3 separate regions of the Mus musculus genome follow, and all the other regions are linked to region 1. A link is a contact called in public promoter capture Hi-C data. All regions are on one chromosome and are shown on one strand. The core of a region is the stretch at or near the end of the contact, and the rest is flanking DNA. Distances in the headings are between cores, read along the strand shown. Region 1 holds the start of Lrriq3 (leucine-rich repeats and IQ motif containing 3). Region 2 holds the start of Fubp1 (far upstream element (FUSE) binding protein 1). Region 3 holds the start of 3110067G11Rik (RIKEN cDNA 3110067G11 gene).

Region 1 (2,873 bases), core at 182-2,681:
CTCCTCCTGTAGTTGAAAATAAATTCCCTCTCCATTCTGACAACTCACAAAATTGTCTAGCCAGCCCTGTCTTGATCTCCAGAACCACATACATGATGCACAGACACACAACAATTTCTACTATATTTGCACTAGTTTATTCTACATATCCAATATTATTACAGGTCTTCTCTTATGACTTCACTATGCTTCCCCATACATACCTTTCCTCAGCTCATTTAAATGTCATGTCATCCACTTTCAGCATCTTTTAGTAATTTCTCTCACAATCCACACTTATTTATTGGACAGGTGTTGTTGGTTAAGTGTTTCTATAATCTAAGCAATTTCTCTCCATCTCCCATTATTATCTTTTAAATTTCCACCAAATCTTTCCTGTTTGTGTTACTTTAGTAGACTCCAAATAAAGCTCTGCTTATATTCTTGCCATACCCACCAACATACTTCAGTGTGTCTGTGCCCTTTAAACATAAGGCAGGTCACCAAAAACCTGGGATGACTCCAGTTCACTCAAGACTATAAATTACAAGCTCTGACTGCTATTGCTGTTATTATCTATCGGGCCTTTCTGTATTTTCTTAATTTCCTTCAGCCGGAGTGTATTGTGAAACAGTTATCTCCTCCCCACAAATGTGTCCACTTTAAATACAGAATTAAATGCTGAGGTCAAGGCTTTAAGTGAAAAACTAAGCTTACTCAGAAACTTAAAAGTTCATAGGGAGCTGCTATGCAGAATTCTGAGTTAGATTTTAAAGAAGAGAAGCTTCTCAAGTCAAATTGTAGTGGTAAGATTTCTGGGTTTCAGACTGAAATGGCTTCCTCAAATAGCGTTCCTCTCTATGTACTATGTGAAAGATTAAAGAGATCAACCTGTAGTACTCGATATAAACTTATGCACTCTACAAGAGAAACACATATAACCACTCTATGAAAGTGTATTAAGTAAGACTGGTTCTTTCCAATATCTGGCACCTTTGGTTGAATCTCCTTGAAGCAAGTGAACACAACAGAGTGTGCAGTGCTGGCTAAAGGCGCTAGTTCAGTACTGGGCCTGGGAAGTTGGACAACTGAAGGGTGCAGAGTAGTCTGGCCCACCAGAAAGCATCCCACAGAGCCGAGCCTCTCTCTGGTTCAGGGGCCTGGCCTCCCTGGGAGGCTTCTGACAGGAATAGGAGCTCCGTGCGGGCAGGTCACCTCAGCATCTGGGTGGTGGATCCACTAATGGTGGGTGGGTTGGTCTTCTCGGTCGCACCGCGGGTTGTCAGACACGGTAAGGCAGGAACCCAGAGCTCCGCACAACCCGACCCCGCTAGGTGCCCGCCCATCTGCCCCACAGATCGTTGCCCAGGAAACGCCGCTTGCGCACGCTCACGCCATCCTAGCTTTTCAAGTCTCAGGGCGCTTCCAGGGCCGCGGTGACGTGGAGAGCATGGAGGAGGCGGGGCGGGGCGGGGCGGGGCGGGGTTTGGAGTGCGCGTGCGTGCTAAGTGTGCTCCCGGAAGTCGGCCATGGCGTCTCTCCGCGAAGCCACCCTGCGGAAACTGCGCAGATTTTCTGAGCTGAGAGGTACCAAGGCGGAACTGAGTTCTCTGCCCCCCTGCACGGAGAGCGCCTTCCCAAGGACCCCGCGCAGCTTCCTGTCCGATACCCCTTCCTGTCCGCTCCGTCCTGGCCAGGCCAGCCAGACTTTTCCCTTTTTCCCTTTTCCTCCTCTCTGTGCGAGCCTAAACTTAGATGTCAGGAAGGAGCAGTAAGAGAATTACCAACGGGAAGTAACACTGGCTTAACTCAGTGGTAGAAGACCTTTTGCTTAGAGTCTGCAGTAGTCGTTACCTTGTTTCTTTTCTTTTCCCAAGCCCCGCTGCTTAACTCCACTTTATTCCAATGTAAACCCCAATACGGAGGCAATCATGGCTTTAAATTTGATAATGTAAGTTTGGGGTACAGCTGTCTGGTAAAATTGATATTTATGAGTGCCTAAAATGTACGGTCTTATATTTGGATACCAGAATGATTGGAACTATTAAATCCAAGCTAACATGTCTGTCTCTCTCCTCTCCTTCTCCCTCCCCTTCCCCCTCCTTTCCTACCTATTCCTCCTTCTTATCTCAGTCCCTCCCTCCCTCTTTATCTTTCCCCTCCCTCTCATTCTCTCTCAACTTGTTAAAAACCTTATTAATATTTTTGCTGATTAGAGGGTTCCACTGATTCTTGAAAGTGCAATTTGTCATTTAATGAGTTCATTGAGAAGTTTAGTCCTGGGGTTTGTGTTGTATTCTGATTGCTTATATAAAGTGTAGTTTGATCATCGTTAATAAAAATATTAGAAGCTAGGACTGGTGTCGCAAGTCTGTACTGTCATCTACTTGAGACGCTAAGGCAGTAGGAACGAGGTTCAAGACCTACCTGGATTGCACAGACAAATAGACGATGATAATTGATAGACAGATAGATAATAGGTAGATCGATCGGTCGTGTGGTAGATAGATAGAAAATAAATATGAGTTCAGAGCCAATCTGTCAAGTAGTGGAAGAGTCCATGATTCACTGAAGAATGAGTCACCAAAGAATGATGCCCCAGATTCCAACAGTATGTAAACACAAAGAGTATTTATTCTGCAGAAGTCCAGCCTTCTGGGTCTCCCATTGCCAAGATAGAGAGACCCTGAAGTGAACTCGCAGGACCAATTTCAAGCACATTAGAGGAGTTCTGGGTTAGGTAGGCTTTGCCTTCCTCTATCTCTAGTCAAGTGCATTAGTGAGAAGGGGGGAAGTATAGAATAGAACTTCAATCTGTAACTGAATGTGAACAATCACTTGCAATAGCTTACTACCTTTGAACTAGCCTGTCTCAACCCTGTCAAACGTAAGAT
Region 2 (2,873 bases), core at 126-2,625, 2.9 Mb after region 1:
TGGAATCCCTCTGTATGAATAAATATATTTTTTCAGTATCTATGCACTAGATAAGTGTGCTTGCTGTATTATGGTAGACTTGATAAACCTTGATTGAGTCGGTAATCTTTCGGTCCTGAAGGAAGTTTCCAGTATAGTCAAAGCTGGCTTTAAAAACCTGCTCATGTCTAGCAACTACAACAGAGCCATAAGGGTTTATTTTACCTTACAGGCAAATTCCATAACATACTTTTTTTTTTGAGACAGGTCCCTCTTGGCCGTTTTGACTGGCCTCAAACTCAAGAGACCTGCCAGGCTCTGTCTCTCGAGTGCTGGGACTAAAGTCGAGCACCACCCCACCCGGCAAGGCAACATTATACATTTTTAAGCTACAAAGAAGTCGGGGGCGGGGGCTACTTGAAGACATTGACGTTCAGGTTATTGGGGGGGGGGTGTCAAATGCAAGGACTCTTATCTATCCAACCCTTTTCATCTGGGAAAATGGTTGCCATTCGAGGCAACAGTACGTCCCTACGTAGCACAAAGAGGTTGGAGGCTTCGACTTGGGAAGAGAGAGGCAGATTCAAACTCAAGGCTGGGGAAGAAAGGGCCCGGGGCCATTTGGAGCTGGGGAAAGGATTGGTGGATCGCACGCAGATCCCGCCCCGGGGAGAGCCTCGCTGGTGAACGCCGCGGGGAACGTTAGGCTAATTACGGCGAGGGTGGAGAGCTCGGCGGCGCGGGAAGCGGCGGGGACCGCTAGCCAGGCAGCCGGCCCTCCCTGGCTTGCCCTCGCCGTGACCTGAGCGCCCAGAACCTTCCACGCGCCTGGGTCGGGCGGAACCGGAGCCGAGGGAGCCGGGGCAGGCAGGGCGCACGGGGCGGCGAGGCCGCGCGCGCGGGGCGGAAGTGGAGGCCACGCTCGGGGAGAGCGCGTGGGAGGGGGGGGCGCTTCAGACCACGACAACGGGCTCGGCCTCGAGCCGCTGGGACCCCTCGTGAGAAGACGCCATCTCCTCGGGCGGCAGCCGCGAGTGCGAGCAGGGCCGGACCTGCCCCGCCGGCGGCTCTCGGGGGTCGGGGAGGGGAAGCCGCCGCGCGGTCGGTCCACGCTTACCTGCCGCGCTCTCTGCAGGGCATCTTTGAAAGCGTCGTTAACGACTCCGCCGCCGCCGCCGCCAGCCGAGCCAGACGACGGCGGAGGCACTGTGGAGTAGTCGGCCATACCCACGCTACAGCACACGCTGCCGTTTCCTCGCGGAGGGAGGCGCCGCTCTCGGTTAACTGCTAAGAAAGGAAGAAGATGGCGGCCGTCGAGGCTCTATCACATTCTTGCACGACCATCGTGCCGTAAAGGGGCGGAGACTGGCAGACGGAAATCCCGCGATGTTTCAGCGCTGACGCGCGATTGGCGGGGGGTGAAGAGGGGGTGGAGGGTACAGAGAAGGGACGCCGGGCGAAGAATATCGCGAGACTTGACCGGGCTCCCACGAGAGTAGGGTCTCTCTGGGCGCCTCCTCGCAGCGCGAGTGCGGGCCATTGTTCCCTCGCCTCGGCGGCTGAGGCAGTGGCGCCCGGGAAGTGTGCCGCCCGCGCTTGTAGGGGACTTGGAAAGGCCGTCGCGGATCAGGGAGCTAGCTAGTGTCCTTCCGTGTTTCCGTAGTAAGGGGCCTGACGTCGTCGGGCGGGGACGTCACGCAACAGTGTCGCGCGGCCGCACAGCCCGAGGGCCGCGCGCACGGGGCGTGCGGGGCGTCCGCGGCGACGCTGCGGAACCGTCTGCGGCCCGGCGGCGGGAGCCCACCATGCTCCGGGGCGCCGAGCTGCCTCTGCCCATGTCTCCACCCGGGCCGGTCACAAGCGGGGAGGAACTCAGACCACCGGGCCCTTAGTTCTCGAGCCGATTGCCTACTGAGTCTCTTATGTAAAATAGTGTGGGCGAGCGGATGGTGAAAGTATGACCGCCCTTTGTCCTTTAAAAACGTGAGTGTTGCACATCCAGTATGTAGACACCTAGCGTTGCGTGTCTTTGGCCAGTCTTACCATGTGCCCCTTATGTCACGAACGTGTCATGCTCCTGACACAAACCGGCTTTACTGCGTTTTCCCCACCCCCCCCCCCGCGCCCCTGCGGGTAGTCAGATCAATGTCATGGTCTGAATTTTCATTTCTGGACTAGTTGGCTTTGCAGGCAGTTTCTAATATTTGTCATATATGCCAATAACCACGTTTCTCCAGACCATTCCTGAGCGTGTCTTAGCCATGCTAGCCTAATGCTGGCAATTACTACGGTGAATGAGGGTTCTTGGGCCTTTATTCTGTTTATACTTAGTATGCCACAATGATCCCTGCTCTCAGTTTAGCTAAGAAAAAGGCAAAATGGACTGTCTAATGTATGACGTTTCCCCCCTCTCAGTCTAAGAAGCATTTTTCTTAACACCAATCTTAGAATGAGAGAAATATGTTCCCTTGGCTTTCCGATAGCCGGAAACTATGTGTCCAGTACCCACTATCAGTTACTAAGTCAGGTGCTGGCAGATACAAACAGCATGATTTTCTTAAAACCAGCTCTGTCTTAGCCATTTGATAGCTCAGTTTGACCTGTTTAACCTGTTCATGGATGTCTAGGAATGTCCGTGGATTTAGAAAAACAGTAAAGGTATTGGGCTACAGATTTAATCATAGCAATATGTAGGAAAACTAGCTAATGAGAGTATTTCAGTCGCGTTTTAAGGAAGTTTGCCCAGCAAATAGCATTTACTCATCAGTAATTGATGTTTTTATTCACTAATTAGATTTGTATACTAGTTAGATGTCTGGTTGAAATAATTCAGAGTTTTATTTATTCCCCCTATAACCAATTATCGTTTAGATTTTTTCTAAATATTGAAAGGA
Region 3 (2,873 bases), core at 159-2,658, 2.6 Mb after region 1:
TATTACCATGAGAAAGACAAAAATACAAATCTATGCCCAGGACTGACCTCCCAGTCTCCACCTCCTTCCCCATGGGCAGAGATCCTTCTGGAAGCCATAGAACACTGACTGGGACGCCGGTCCAGTTTGACCTGAACCCATACTAACAGCTGACTGTGGTCAACATCGTGGTGAACCCTGCAGCATGAAGAGACTACCAGACTTATCACAACGAGTGCCTCCATTTCTGGGGTTCTGTCTGTTTGTTGTATGTGTTCAATAGCGTGTACGTCCCCCTTGAGTGTTCTGTTTTAATGAGATATATCACGACTATGTCTATGGCTGTGGTTGGTTTGGGCTGAATTGCACAATCTCAGATTTCTCAGGACAGAGAGTAAACAGTGTTTTAAAAGTCTCTGCTAGCTGACATTTGGGCCAGATCCTGTGCCCCAATTTAGCACATAAAATAATGAAGCTCTTCATTAAACAGAGTTTTAAATAGTGACTCATGTTTGCTGTCATACAAGCATACTTTCTTGGATGTTTCTGATGGCAAACCTGTGGGGCTACAGTTTTCACCTGGCTCCCTGTGACCACTGGCTGATAGAATATGTGATGTTTGTCTGAATTCCAAGTCTGCCTCACTCCAGCAGGGAGGGCCAGAGGGCCTTACAGGTGGGGGTCGGAGCAGTACCAGGGCACCTGTGCCTCTTGGCATAGTGTTCTCTATTGTAGAGAGCTTCTGTTTCTAAGGCTGCTACAAACATTGCAGGCCCTATTTCAAACAAAGCAGACATGTATTAGATAACACAGCAAGCCAATAAACCTGGGAAAATGGGGACTTTCTTCAGGATGGCATGCAGGGACTCTCAGGCATATTTCATCTCTGAACCCCCAGTCTTACTTTCTTCCCACCAGCTTGACAGAGAACACTAGCAGTTCCTCCCATCTGCTGTGAGAGGAACGGCCGAGCCTTCGGTAAGGGGATGAGGACTTTATTAGCTATCACAGCAGTTACTTGTTCACCATGGCCTTTATCTCAGCATTATTACACTGTAATTAAGAAGAGAGAGATGAGCAAGCCTCTCTGGGCTGCCGCCAGCTCCAGGGCAAACCTTTTCTTGCTCCGGTCCTCCAGAAAAGCAAGCTCTCAGGCAGGCACAGCCCACAGTCACCTGGGGGATCTTTTAAAGACCGACCTACCTTCCTTCCTTCCTTCCTTCCTTCCTCCCTTCCTTCCTTCCTTCCTTCCTTCCTTCCTTCCTTCCTTTCTTTCTCTTTCTCTCTCTTTCTTTTTTCTCTCTCTCTCTATCTCTCTCTCCCTCTCTCTCCCTTCCTCCCTTCCTTCCTTCCTTCCTTCCTTTTTTTTTTCTTTTTTAATAATGAGAATTTTCAAACTTCCAACAAAGCTGGGAGCATTTTTATGGTGAGCATTGTGTATCTGTCAACTAAGTTCTGTGGTTAGCATTTTGCCAGGTCTTGTTTTCTCACAGCTCTGTCTATCAGACCCCCATTTTTTTCTATACATTTCAAGATGCATTGCAAATTACTGCCCCCTTTTCTTGGGGAATCTTCTAAACTTTCAAGTCTTCCAGTGTCAGCTGTAGACATTCATAGATATTTTTTTCTGGTCTGGGATTTTTCCCCCATCCTAAGTCTCTTCGTTCACTGCAGTAACCGTGCTGATGGAGCCCCTGCCAACCAAGATTGTGCCAGTTCCACAGTAAAGAGAAAACCCAGGCAGCCAAATACTGACTGAACAGAGCTCTAGAAGTAGTTTATGGCTGCGAATCATTAGTGGAGTGCCTGCCTGGAATGCCATGGTGAGATCACATGACCAGACAGGACTTCTCACCTCATGACCATGTCATGAAATAGAAAATGAGTGAGCCAGCATTGCAGTCACCTTCAGGGCACACATCCCAAAGACCTCAAGTCTACTGCTAAGTCCCACCTCTTAAACTCCCTACTACCTTCCACAGTGCCAGGCTGACGGCTCAAGCCTTCACCTCATGAATGAGCCTTTAGAGAATATTCCAGACCTAACTTTTAACATGTCAGGATTAGAATCCTTCCATGGACGGGAGCACAGTGAAAGGAAGGCTAGGTGACTATGGTGTAACACACCCAAAGTAGGGACCCCTTTGTGGAATCCAGTTAAGGAACCAGGCCATGGAGGTAAAGGGACCCTTAGCGCGTTATAGAGGTCAGAGCTGTCTGATTTACTTAGCTTGTGTGATCACGTCAACAACTTAATTAGAGCCAGGATGTAGGAACTTTGTGACCTCAGAAAAGAGATCAGTCAATGCTCTCCCAACCACTTAGCAGGTCCAAAGCAACGAGTCCTTGTGCTGTGTACAGGACTGCCTCACGGAACGCTCATCACCCAGTCATTGGCCCAGCAGTTGCCCGGTACCTCCTAGATTCTAGGCCCTGATAATAAGGAAGCAGGCCTGTTACTCTCTGGGTCTCAGCCCAATCTAAAGTCTTACATGACCCACAGCTGACCCTGTCACTGGCATGTTTCACCCAAATGCCTGTCAGAGGCTTTCAGAGCTTGTAGAAATGTTGACTAGCGTAAATAGATAATTTCTTAGTCACTCCAGGCTGCAGAGCATTGAACACATTGACCCTCAGCTTAGCAAAGCCTCATGGTGGCTGTAGGAGGTGACAAGTGACTTGTGGGCCCTGGGTGGCTCAGACTCACAGTTAAGAAGCAAAATAGCTTTTCTCTGAAAGGAGTCATTCAGTCACAAAAACATGAACTCTGGGCTGAGACCACTTCCATTTAAAGAGAAGGATTTCAAGGGTAGGAATGGATAGATTTTGAGAAAGAAAGAAAAAAAAAACCAGAGCGATTACCTAGAAATAGGATAGGTTGGTTTGCAAAAGGT

The links. Promoter capture Hi-C pulls out the DNA fragments that hold promoters and counts their contacts. Capture Hi-C pulls out chosen DNA fragments and counts their contacts.
Region 2: a promoter capture Hi-C map of pre-B cells shows a contact between it and region 1, with 2.2 times the contacts expected there. The contact joins the promoter of Fubp1 here to the promoter of Lrriq3 in region 1. A contact is called at or near these places in 2 of 39 promoter capture datasets (liver and pre-B cells), 2 of 115 datasets of contacts at active chromatin or transcription factors (astrocytes and thymic regulatory T cells) and 1 of 9 other capture datasets (adipose tissue).
Region 3: a promoter capture Hi-C map of liver shows a contact between it and region 1, with 4 times the contacts expected there. The contact joins the promoter of 3110067G11Rik here to the promoter of Lrriq3 in region 1. A contact is called at or near these places in 3 of 39 promoter capture datasets (the C10 cell line and liver) and 2 of 9 other capture datasets (adipose tissue and liver).

Annotation. Positions count from the first base shown.
Region 1 is chr3:155,091,992-155,094,864 of GRCm38.p6, reverse strand. Lrriq3 (leucine-rich repeats and IQ motif containing 3) reads right to left here and starts at 1,431. Exons shown (of 8, transcript NM_028938.2): 1 at 1,195-1,431. Fpgt (fucose-1-phosphate guanylyltransferase) reads left to right here and starts at 1,487. Exons shown (of 4, transcript NM_029330.2): 1 at 1,487-1,566. The coding sequence starts at 1,509.
Region 2 is chr3:152,208,924-152,211,796 of GRCm38.p6, reverse strand. Fubp1 (far upstream element (FUSE) binding protein 1) reads right to left here and starts at 1,375. Exons shown (of 20, transcript NM_057172.4): 1 at 1,097-1,375. The coding sequence starts at 1,204. It also overlaps a transcript of Dnajb4 not described here.
Region 3 is chr3:152,488,102-152,490,974 of GRCm38.p6, reverse strand. 3110067G11Rik (RIKEN cDNA 3110067G11 gene) reads left to right here and starts at 1,408. Exons shown (of 1, transcript NR_165813.1): 1 at 1,408-2,873. The region is part of intron 10 of Ak5 (adenylate kinase 5); the gene reads left to right.